Linked DNA regions of Mus musculus: regions 1 and 2 are each linked to region 3. A link is a contact called in public Hi-C data. All regions are on one chromosome and are shown on one strand. Each heading gives the region's core, a stretch centred on a gene start, on an enhancer-like site or on the middle of the called end of the contact. The rest is flanking DNA. Distances are from core to core; before and after follow the strand shown. Region 1 overlaps Gm51985 (a long non-coding RNA gene). Region 2 overlaps Gm36132 (a long non-coding RNA gene). Region 3 overlaps Rad51b (RAD51 paralog B).

Region 1 (2,700 bases), core at 100-2,599, 600 kb before region 3:
GGGAATCTGACCCATTTTGCAGTGTCTGCCTTCACCAAACAGACTCAAAAGGAGAAGATGATACAGTTCTGTCTCCAAAGCCTGGGCAAGCGAGAATCAGAGTTGTGCTGTGTTTAAATAGGAAGGGGAGGGGGGAGAAGGCCACGAGAAAAATGAGTGTGGTGGTATCATGGGAAAGAGCGAGACAGGAGGGTAGCCTCTTCGGGTGGGGGTTGTCACCTAATGAACACTTCACAGGGCTTGGCCTAGCCATCAGGGAAGGCTCTCTGTGGAAAAGGCATTGAAGATGGATATCCAAAAGATTTTTGTCCCACTTCTGCCCTCATAGTCAGCTTCAAGGTGGAGTGGACAGCCTGGGGCAGCTAGCTCCACACTATAGTATTCTAGAATGTGAGTCTTAAACAAAGGATACAGTAAAACACAGGTCTAACCCCAGCTAAGTACCCAGGTGAGTCAACATTTAGGACTCCAGGAAGAACTGCTTAGACTCTTGTGGGAGCCCAGACGAGAAATTCTGGTCTGCTTGTCAGTCTCGGCAGGTAATGAACAGCTCTCAGCCCGGGGCGTACACAAATCATGAGCCGAGGTCCTGGGATAGGTCACTCTAAGCCCTGCAGGGGAAGTGACTGGGAACATCCAGTCATGCCAGCAGGTGAGAGGGAATTACAGGTGTGATCTGAAGAGTGGTTGGGCTGGTTGCAAGCCTGCAACCTGCCCATGGAAAACTGGTTCCATTTGTAACAACTGTCAACTCCGCCCCCCACCCCCACCCCCCTTGAGCCCAGAGAGGTAGGCTAGCTAGACAGAGTTTGGGGGGAACTGTCAGTCTTGTTGACCTGCAGAAGCCTCCCCAGACTCTGATAGACAGTAGCGAGGCTCCTTATGCTTTATTGGAAGACAGGCATTAGGCCGGGATGGTTACAAACCTTCAGAACCAACATCAGAGTGGACACTCCAATCAGTCCTGCGGTAATCTAGGTGGGATGGACAGCAAAGAATACGAGGCATGGGTAGATGGGAAAGGAGACTTTGAAACACAATGTAACAATGTTGCTTCGATAGTAACATACACTGGGAACATAGACCTATGGAAGTCTCTCTCTCTCTGTGTGTGTGTCTGTCTGTGTGTGTGTGTGTGTGTGTGTGTGTGTAGAAGAGCTAAGAAAAAAAAGTTAAGAAAAAGAAGAAGAAACAACAACAACAGCAGCAAAAAACCTAAACCCAAACCTAGCCTTTTCTATCCCTGTAACCATTAGAAAGAAAATGAAGTCTAAATTGTGTTCAGAGCCGCTGGGACAGAGGAAGAGAGGCAAGAATGGAAAAAACAGGCCGTAAAGATGCCAGGACTCCTTAAGCAGAAACATCTGTTGAAGTCATAAGACTCAGGGCCGGTCAGGCTCCTAACAAACCCAGGAAGAGGAGAGTCTGCACTGGATCAGGATGCCCCTTGTGTCCTGCGCAGGCCCCTGGGACAGCATACGTGCAAGCAGAAGGGATACCTTCTCCAGAGCTCCACCTGGCCTGGCTCCTGGCAAGAGAGGAAAGAAGAGGGAGGAGCCTGGGGCAGCCAGGGGGCAGAGATGGCACGGCAGTTTGGAGTGTGTATTTATTTAAAGCTTTAGCTTACTGGGGCAGCCTGGGGAACCACATGTCTAAACTTCTGCAGCTGAAGGAGGGGGAAGGGAGGAGCTGCTGATCTCAGGAGCTGGGGGCTCTGTTTAATTTTTGCAAATTGTAGCACCTTCTCTTATTTGTGCCTTCAGCTTGAGCCAACTATCTCAGGCTTGCCCATTTTGACAGTTACCAAAATGGCAGGTCCCATCTCTCAACCAGATAATACTCTCTGTGCCACATTCCTGCTAAGTAGCACCTCATTTAACCCTCTGGCAAATGTGCCATTGCTGTTGGGGGGAAATTATATATATATATATGTATCGGTCTTCAGGAAGGTTCTTGTATGAATACTACATTCCAGAAGAAAACTGAGGCCAGACACTGTTAAGGGACTCCCAGGTCTCCCAGTCATACACTCCAAGAACCATCCAAGGAGCTGCCTCTCTGTCCTCCCATGAAATGAATGTGAAAAGCAGCAGCAGCCAAGCACTGCCGAGGGAACAGCTGTGCTCAATCAGCCCAGCATTCATGCAAACCTCGAGAGTCCGTCCCCCCCACCTCCCATCCCCTGTGGCTCATTCATCTATCTCTATGCTCCATATCATCTGCCTAGGTGTACAGATGGAACCACAGCCACAGAGCATGCCACCTCCTCAGGGAAACTACCAAGCCCCCCCACCCTCCCCCCAGCTCCACATACACACCACTGTCATGGCAACAACATCCTGCTGTCTCTCAAGGAAACACAGGTAGTGAACGAGATGAAAACCAGACCCCACTTTACTTGCTTGTGGGAAGTGGGGAAGGTTCTGGAAGACTCCATTGGGAAGGCTAGATTTGATTTCTCTTCTAGGAGCTTCCCCTTCAGGCTGGCCAGGCCTGGAACTTTCATCGACATAGCTATGTTGTCTACATTAGACAGCTCCCTGGGACCCATATTTCACATTGAGATGAAAGTATACATGGGTACAGTTGGAAACAGGGTTCATGACTAGGGGGCTAATAATACTCACAGACAGCACACAAATGTGACAGCTAGAGGAAAAGCTGAAACCCCAACATCAGGGTAGGAAAGGCTACTACTAT
Region 2 (2,765 bases), core at 55-2,554, 530 kb before region 3:
CCTCTCTCCATGTGTCCTTGGCCAGGTTACTGACCTCTCTCTGTCCCCCTCCCATCTGCAACAAGGCTAATGACTGCAATCCCCATATAGGAGGGAGCAGAGGGTGCACCAGGGGACAAACCAAGAATAGGAAAGCATGAATATCTTAGCTGCCATTCTTATCCAAAAAGGAGGCGCAGCGTGAACCTCCTCTCTCAACCACACAACAAGCCTATTTTGTTGTTTTTATTTGTTTTCTTTCACTTAGTTCTGAGACAGGGGCTCACTATATAGTCTTGGCTGGCCCACAACCTACTTCATAGACCAGACTGGCCTTGAACTCACAGCACTGAGATAAAAAGTATTTGCCACCACACTGGGCAAAGCCAGCTTTACAGACCACCAGAATGTTGCGTTTATGTCACCCAAGTAAATGCATTTTTTTAAAGCAATGTGTCACCTTGTTCTTTCTACAGGAATAGAATTCCTTCAAGGACCATTTCTTACAGGAGAGGGAAGACATGGAGGCACAGTAAATGGGTAGGTGACAGGCAAATGGAGAGCCTGGCACTCATGTCAAGGACAAGATAAAGCCTGTCTGCACGGGCTGAAGTAGGGACATTCAGCAAAGTGGTTTTTCTCTGGGCTGTTTGGTGCTTACAGTTTGCCCAGATCCTAACCCAAACTCAAACTGGAACTTCCTGGATGGCGCCACCTTGCCTTGGCAATCCTTAATTTATTAACTCAAAATGCTTCCCAGATCCTGCCCAAGACCTCTCTAACCTGGCTCCCAACTCTCTGTGCTCAGACTCACTGGCCTGCACTGTCACAGCTTTGAATGGGACTGTCCTTGAGATCCATAAAGAAGTACTTCCCCCGGATCCCTCACCAGCCCAAGGCCACTTGCAACCTTCATGGGGGTGTGGGGGGGGGGGGGAGAAACACGACACTGTCCTGGTTTCCACTGGCAGCAACGGTTACTCAGGCTGCCTCCAAACAGCCAGAAGAGTTCCAGAGTCCACAGATCTTGCTTCTCAGTGGCACACACATTCATAGACTTCTCTAAGGTGCTTCCCTGCAGGAGAGCTCTCTGTGAGCTAGGTCCTTACACAGGAGTCTCTGCTGAGGAAAAGCCTTGGACGTGGGGTTAGGAAAGCTGTCAGAGGCTGTTTTGCACAACATCAAACACATTCCAGGCCTTATCTAATCAGGGAGCCTTCTTCAACAGCCATGCAGAGGCTGTTCCTGCAAAGCATTCCCCAGGCAGGGCGAGGGCCTTGATTCTAGAGGCAGAGTAATGGCTCTTTTGGCACAGGCAAAGCTGCCTGGCAGCTGGAGCTTTGAGGTAACCTCTGACCCTCTCCCACAGTTCCTCCCAAGTCCCGCCGCACCACTCTAAGCCACCCTCAAATCCCAGGCTCTAATTGGCTCTGGTTTGTTTTGCCTTTCTCTTCTGTCCAGTGCTTCAAAAGGCACTTCAATAATTGTTTGAGGCACGAAAAAGGCAGGGTTCAGCTTTCCTAACTGGAATTGGAGGTAATTACTGTCTTCCATATTCGAGCCGGTACATGCTGCAAATCACATGGCTCTGGGTTGCTTTCCAGCGGGGTGGCCAGGTCTCAGAGCTACAAGGAGGATTATAGAACTTCACAAAGGCTCTGCTTCAGAGAGAGAAGAATCGACAGGTCTCAGAAGTGCTAGAGGAGTTGTTTATACTCTTCTGCTGTCCGCTCGAGACTGTCCTGAGAGGTTTGGTCTGAAGAGACTTCAACTCTACCCTGGAAGTTTGGGATTTGCTTTTTTATTTTGTTTGCTCTCAATGGGCAGGAACTGACCCCTCCACACACACACACACACACACACACACACACACACACACACACACACACACACACACATAAGCCCCTTCTTGTTTGAAATTAATAACCACATGCTCGACCTAGGCTGCCCAACTTCAGAACAGAACTTCAATGAGTGAGGCTAAGACCCACCTCCAAGAACCAGAATAAGGATTCCATTTTGTGCATTCAAAACAGCAAACCCAAATGTGGAGAGTCTCTGGATCATCCCCCTTCTGCTCCTTGTGGACCCGGAGGGCCTTGTTTAATCGATCAGCTGATTCACAGGACGTCACTCACAGTGAGAGCGGTTGCTGACCCAACCTCAGAGGGTGTGTGAGGTCCACATGAGGTTAGCCCATGTGAAGTGCCTGTCTGGGATCTGTGTATACCAAATGTTCAATAAATATCAGCTAACAGTCACTGTCAAGGAGGGCCTTCTGATGCCAAAGGAGCCAGTCTGAACAGAGCCACCGTGAAATAGTACAATGAAGCAGGAAGGGCTAGGGTGCCAGCCCCAGTGTGAAGTGTCTTCCCTCCAAAGGGAATTGTCTTAAACATCTGAAGTTACCTCTGTCTCAGCCTGGCTCTCGCTCACCATCCTGAACGATCTCATCCAGGTGGAGGGCTGCTGTCCCCACTGTGCTTCTGGCCCTTCTCTTTCCAATGTCCTCCTCAGAGCTCTCAATGTCCTCGAACCTTGACTCCAGGTCAGTAAAGCCGATCAAACCGCACATCCCGGCAAGGGCTCGGTGGAAATCCCCTCTGAGCAGGTGACCTTTACAGGTCGCACACGTTGCTTTCATAGTCTTGAGGACAATGCACAGGCACATACTTATCTGTGTATTTGTCTCATATCTATTTCTAGATAAACTAAAGTTCATGTGAACGAGGCCAAGTTTCTCTGTCCTTTCTTCCTTAACACAGATGACGGTTTGCCTGTGAACT
Region 3 (2,832 bases), core at 240-2,739:
CCATTCCAAGAGCTCCTTTAAGGTATTCTCTGTGCCATTTCCATTCATGGTTGACCTCTGCCCATTGGAAACAAACCAAAACAGCGCTGAACAGGGTAACCCATGAACAGAGCCTAAAAGATCTAAGTTACAAAACCCACAGGATACACCGTCGCTGCAAAGAAAGTTCGCAGAAACAGACCCAGGCCGCTCTTCGAGTCGTCCCACGTAACAGTAATCTCAGCATGACAGACGTGACACAGAACTCACAGAATGAGTAACCCGTGAGAAGGAATGAAGGAAGGGACGGTGGGAACCGCCAGAAACACTTAAGTCTGTCCCGGGTCATGTTATAAAAGGGGACATAACCAGCAGAGAGGGTGGCTTACGAAAGCAGTTACTTGCCATAGCAATCCAACTTTAGAAGTCAGATGTTTAGTCTTCCCTAAGTATATCATCTGATACTGTAAGGTCATGACCTTAAGAGAAAAGAAGGAAAAGGGACACTTACTGGGATTGAAAACTCCCCTGCCAGGTACTTCAGTAAGGACGCTCCTTTGCCCAAGAACTTGTTCCTTTCTTTGATGTTGCCTTGAAGCTTCGGGTCAAACTCCTTTCTGACCACAGAAGCAATGGAGTCAACAATCACAAGCTTAACTCCTTTCGAAATGATCTCTTCCTCCAAAGACTCAAGCCTGTGAAAGTAGAATTTGTAAAATAACAAACAAGTGTAAGACACGAACTCTTTTTTATTTTTCTTTTCAGAAGGAAAATAGAAGAACACTGTATTAGGGTTTGAGAGAAAAGCCAAAACACAAGTTGGGCAAGCTGTAAATCCTGGCAGCTGCTGGGAGGAGGGAGCCAGTGAAGACTTAGAGTGCAATGGAGGTCTGCAAACATCTGTGAGGGGAAGAGGGCGTTAGAGCAAACAGCCTGGAGGTTGAGAGCAAACACGCTTAGGACTCTGGTTGTTCTCCAGGTCAGAGACAGAGGTGGGGAAAGGACAGCCATGCTTTTGGAGTTAGAACTCAGGAAAGCAGGCAGGCCTAACCCTGAAGATCTGTAAGTCACTTCAAAGACATGACTTTAAAAAGTGAAGGGGCTGGAGAGACAGATGGCTCAACAGTTAGGAACACTTGCTTCTCTTGAAAAGGACCAGGGTTTGGTTTCCAGCATGTACGTGAGGGTTCACGCCCATTGGTAACTCTAGTTCCAGGGGACCCCACCCACTCTTCCAACCTCCAAGGGCACCAGACATATAAGTGGTATACACACAAACATGCAGGCAAATACTCATACTCATAAAATACAAAATAAATAAACCTAAAACAACAACACCACCATGCTGAAAGGGTTAATCAGCTTTAAAATAACAACGAGCCAGCTCTGGTAACAGAGATCTGTAGCCCTCATTAATCAGGAAATTAAAGAAAGAAGTTTGCAAGGTCAAGGCTAAACTGGGCTACAGTGGGAGTTGTTCAAAACCATACTGGATAACATAGTCTGTATGTTATCAAAATAAAAACTTAAAAAAGTGCTGAGAGGAGCTGGAGAGATGGCTCAGTGGATAAGAGCGCTGACTGCTCTTCCAAAGGTCATGAGTTCAATTCCCAGCAACCACAGGGTGGCTCACAACCATCTGTAAAAGGATCTGATGTCCTCTTCTGGGGTGTCTGGAAACAGCTACAGTGTACTCAAATAAATAAAATAAATCTTTTTAAAAAAAAAAAGTGCTGAGATGCAGCTCAGCCCTTGCCTGACACACGAGGCCCTAGGTTCAAGCCCAGTAACACACATGCACTTGCTCATGCACTCATGTGTGTGCACACACACACACATACCACACACACACACACACACACACACACACACACACACAGCGATGGCTGTAAAATTCAGCACACATAACTTAGTTCACCACTCCTATCACATTGCATTCTTCTGGAAATATCAACAGTGTTTTCATGTTGCCCTACAATACTACAAAAGCTGTAATTTTACAGGAAAGCTACTTGTGTAGCCAGTCTAAAACGGCCTCTAAAACAGCCTCCTCTTATTCCCCTATCCTGGTGTGTCCTATCTTTTTATGAATTTCTACATAAATGCCTTCCCATACTACACAAGAGTTGGTCTATGTGACAAGTGCTCATGACAAAATGGTGATGCTCTTATTCCAGACAGTGGGGGTGAAAGACTACACTTTCCTTGTGTAAAGAAAGGACGCCTTCCAATGGTGCACGAGTGAGCTTGGGTACAGGCATACCAGCCCACTGGTCAACAAAACAACAGCTATCCTGGACAACAAGCAAAGCAGGAGAGCCAGCTGAGCCACTTCCAGAAGCTCACTCGCCAGAAAATAAGTATTTGCTGTTCTAAGCTGCCACATTTACAGGTAGTTCACTAACAAAACAACTTATAATTAATAAGCTACTTAGATTCTAAAATATTCACTGATTTTTTTTCCATTTTAAAGAAACATTTCAAAAAAACTACAATGAATGAAGAAGGCACAAATTATTATTTTTTTTAAAGATGTATTTACTTTATGTATATGAATACACTGTAGCTGTCTTCAGACACATCAGAAGAGGACTTCGGATCCCATTACTGATGGTTGTGAGTCACTATGTGGTTGCTGGGAATTGAACTCAGGACCTCTGGAAGAGCAGTCAGTGCTCTAAACCATTGAGCCATCTCTCCAGCCCAAATTATTATTTCTTTAACTCCATTATATAAGAATTATTTTACTAAGAAGCTGAAAACGGGGAGGAGAAAACTTTCAAAGCATTACTAAAATATAAGATGTTTTAGTAATGTGAAACCGCCTACCTTTGTAGAAGCCCCTCACAGGTG

The links. A called contact is a pair of places that touch in the nucleus more often than the background predicts.
Region 1: a contact with region 3 is called in a Hi-C map of uterus, with 4 times the contacts expected there. The contact joins two enhancer-like sites. A contact is called at or near these places in 2 of 484 Hi-C or Micro-C datasets (bone marrow-derived macrophages and uterus) and 1 of 115 datasets of contacts at active chromatin or transcription factors (craniofacial prominence).
Region 2: a contact with region 3 is called in a Hi-C map of uterus, with 3 times the contacts expected there. The contact joins two enhancer-like sites. A contact is called at or near these places in 5 of 484 Hi-C or Micro-C datasets (bone marrow-derived macrophages, nephron progenitors and uterus), 2 of 115 datasets of contacts at active chromatin or transcription factors (embryonic stem cells and large pre-B cells) and 1 of 9 other capture datasets (embryonic trunk).

Annotation. Positions count from the first base shown.
Region 1 is chr12:79,927,925-79,930,624 of GRCm38.p6, reverse strand. All of the region lies in intron 1 of Gm51985 (a long non-coding RNA gene), which reads right to left. All of the region lies in intron 2 of 9430078K24Rik (RIKEN cDNA 9430078K24 gene), which reads left to right. Among named protein-coding and RNA genes, the nearest start is that of 9430078K24Rik, 7.0 kb to the left of the region's middle. Within about 2 kb of position 1,349, at least 87 of the 459 cell types and tissues checked have an H3K27ac peak or open chromatin away from gene starts, as enhancers often do. A contact at or near this core is called in uterus, where this site is marked.
Region 2 is chr12:79,858,325-79,861,089 of GRCm38.p6, reverse strand. Gm36132 (a long non-coding RNA gene) reads left to right here. Exons shown (of 4, transcript XR_381728.4): 4 at 456-2,247. Among named protein-coding and RNA genes, the nearest start is that of Gm36132, 7.9 kb to the left of the region's middle. Within about 2 kb of position 1,304, at least 105 of the 459 cell types and tissues checked have an H3K27ac peak or open chromatin away from gene starts, as enhancers often do. A contact at or near this core is called in uterus, where this site is marked.
Region 3 is chr12:79,325,063-79,327,894 of GRCm38.p6, reverse strand. Rad51b (RAD51 paralog B) reads right to left here. Exons shown (of 11, transcript NM_009014.3): 6 at 2,809-2,832; 7 at 491-674. Among named protein-coding and RNA genes, the nearest start is that of Rad51b, 29 kb to the right of the region's middle. Within about 2 kb of position 1,489, at least 10 of the 459 cell types and tissues checked have an H3K27ac peak or open chromatin away from gene starts, as enhancers often do. A contact at or near this core is called in uterus, where this site is marked.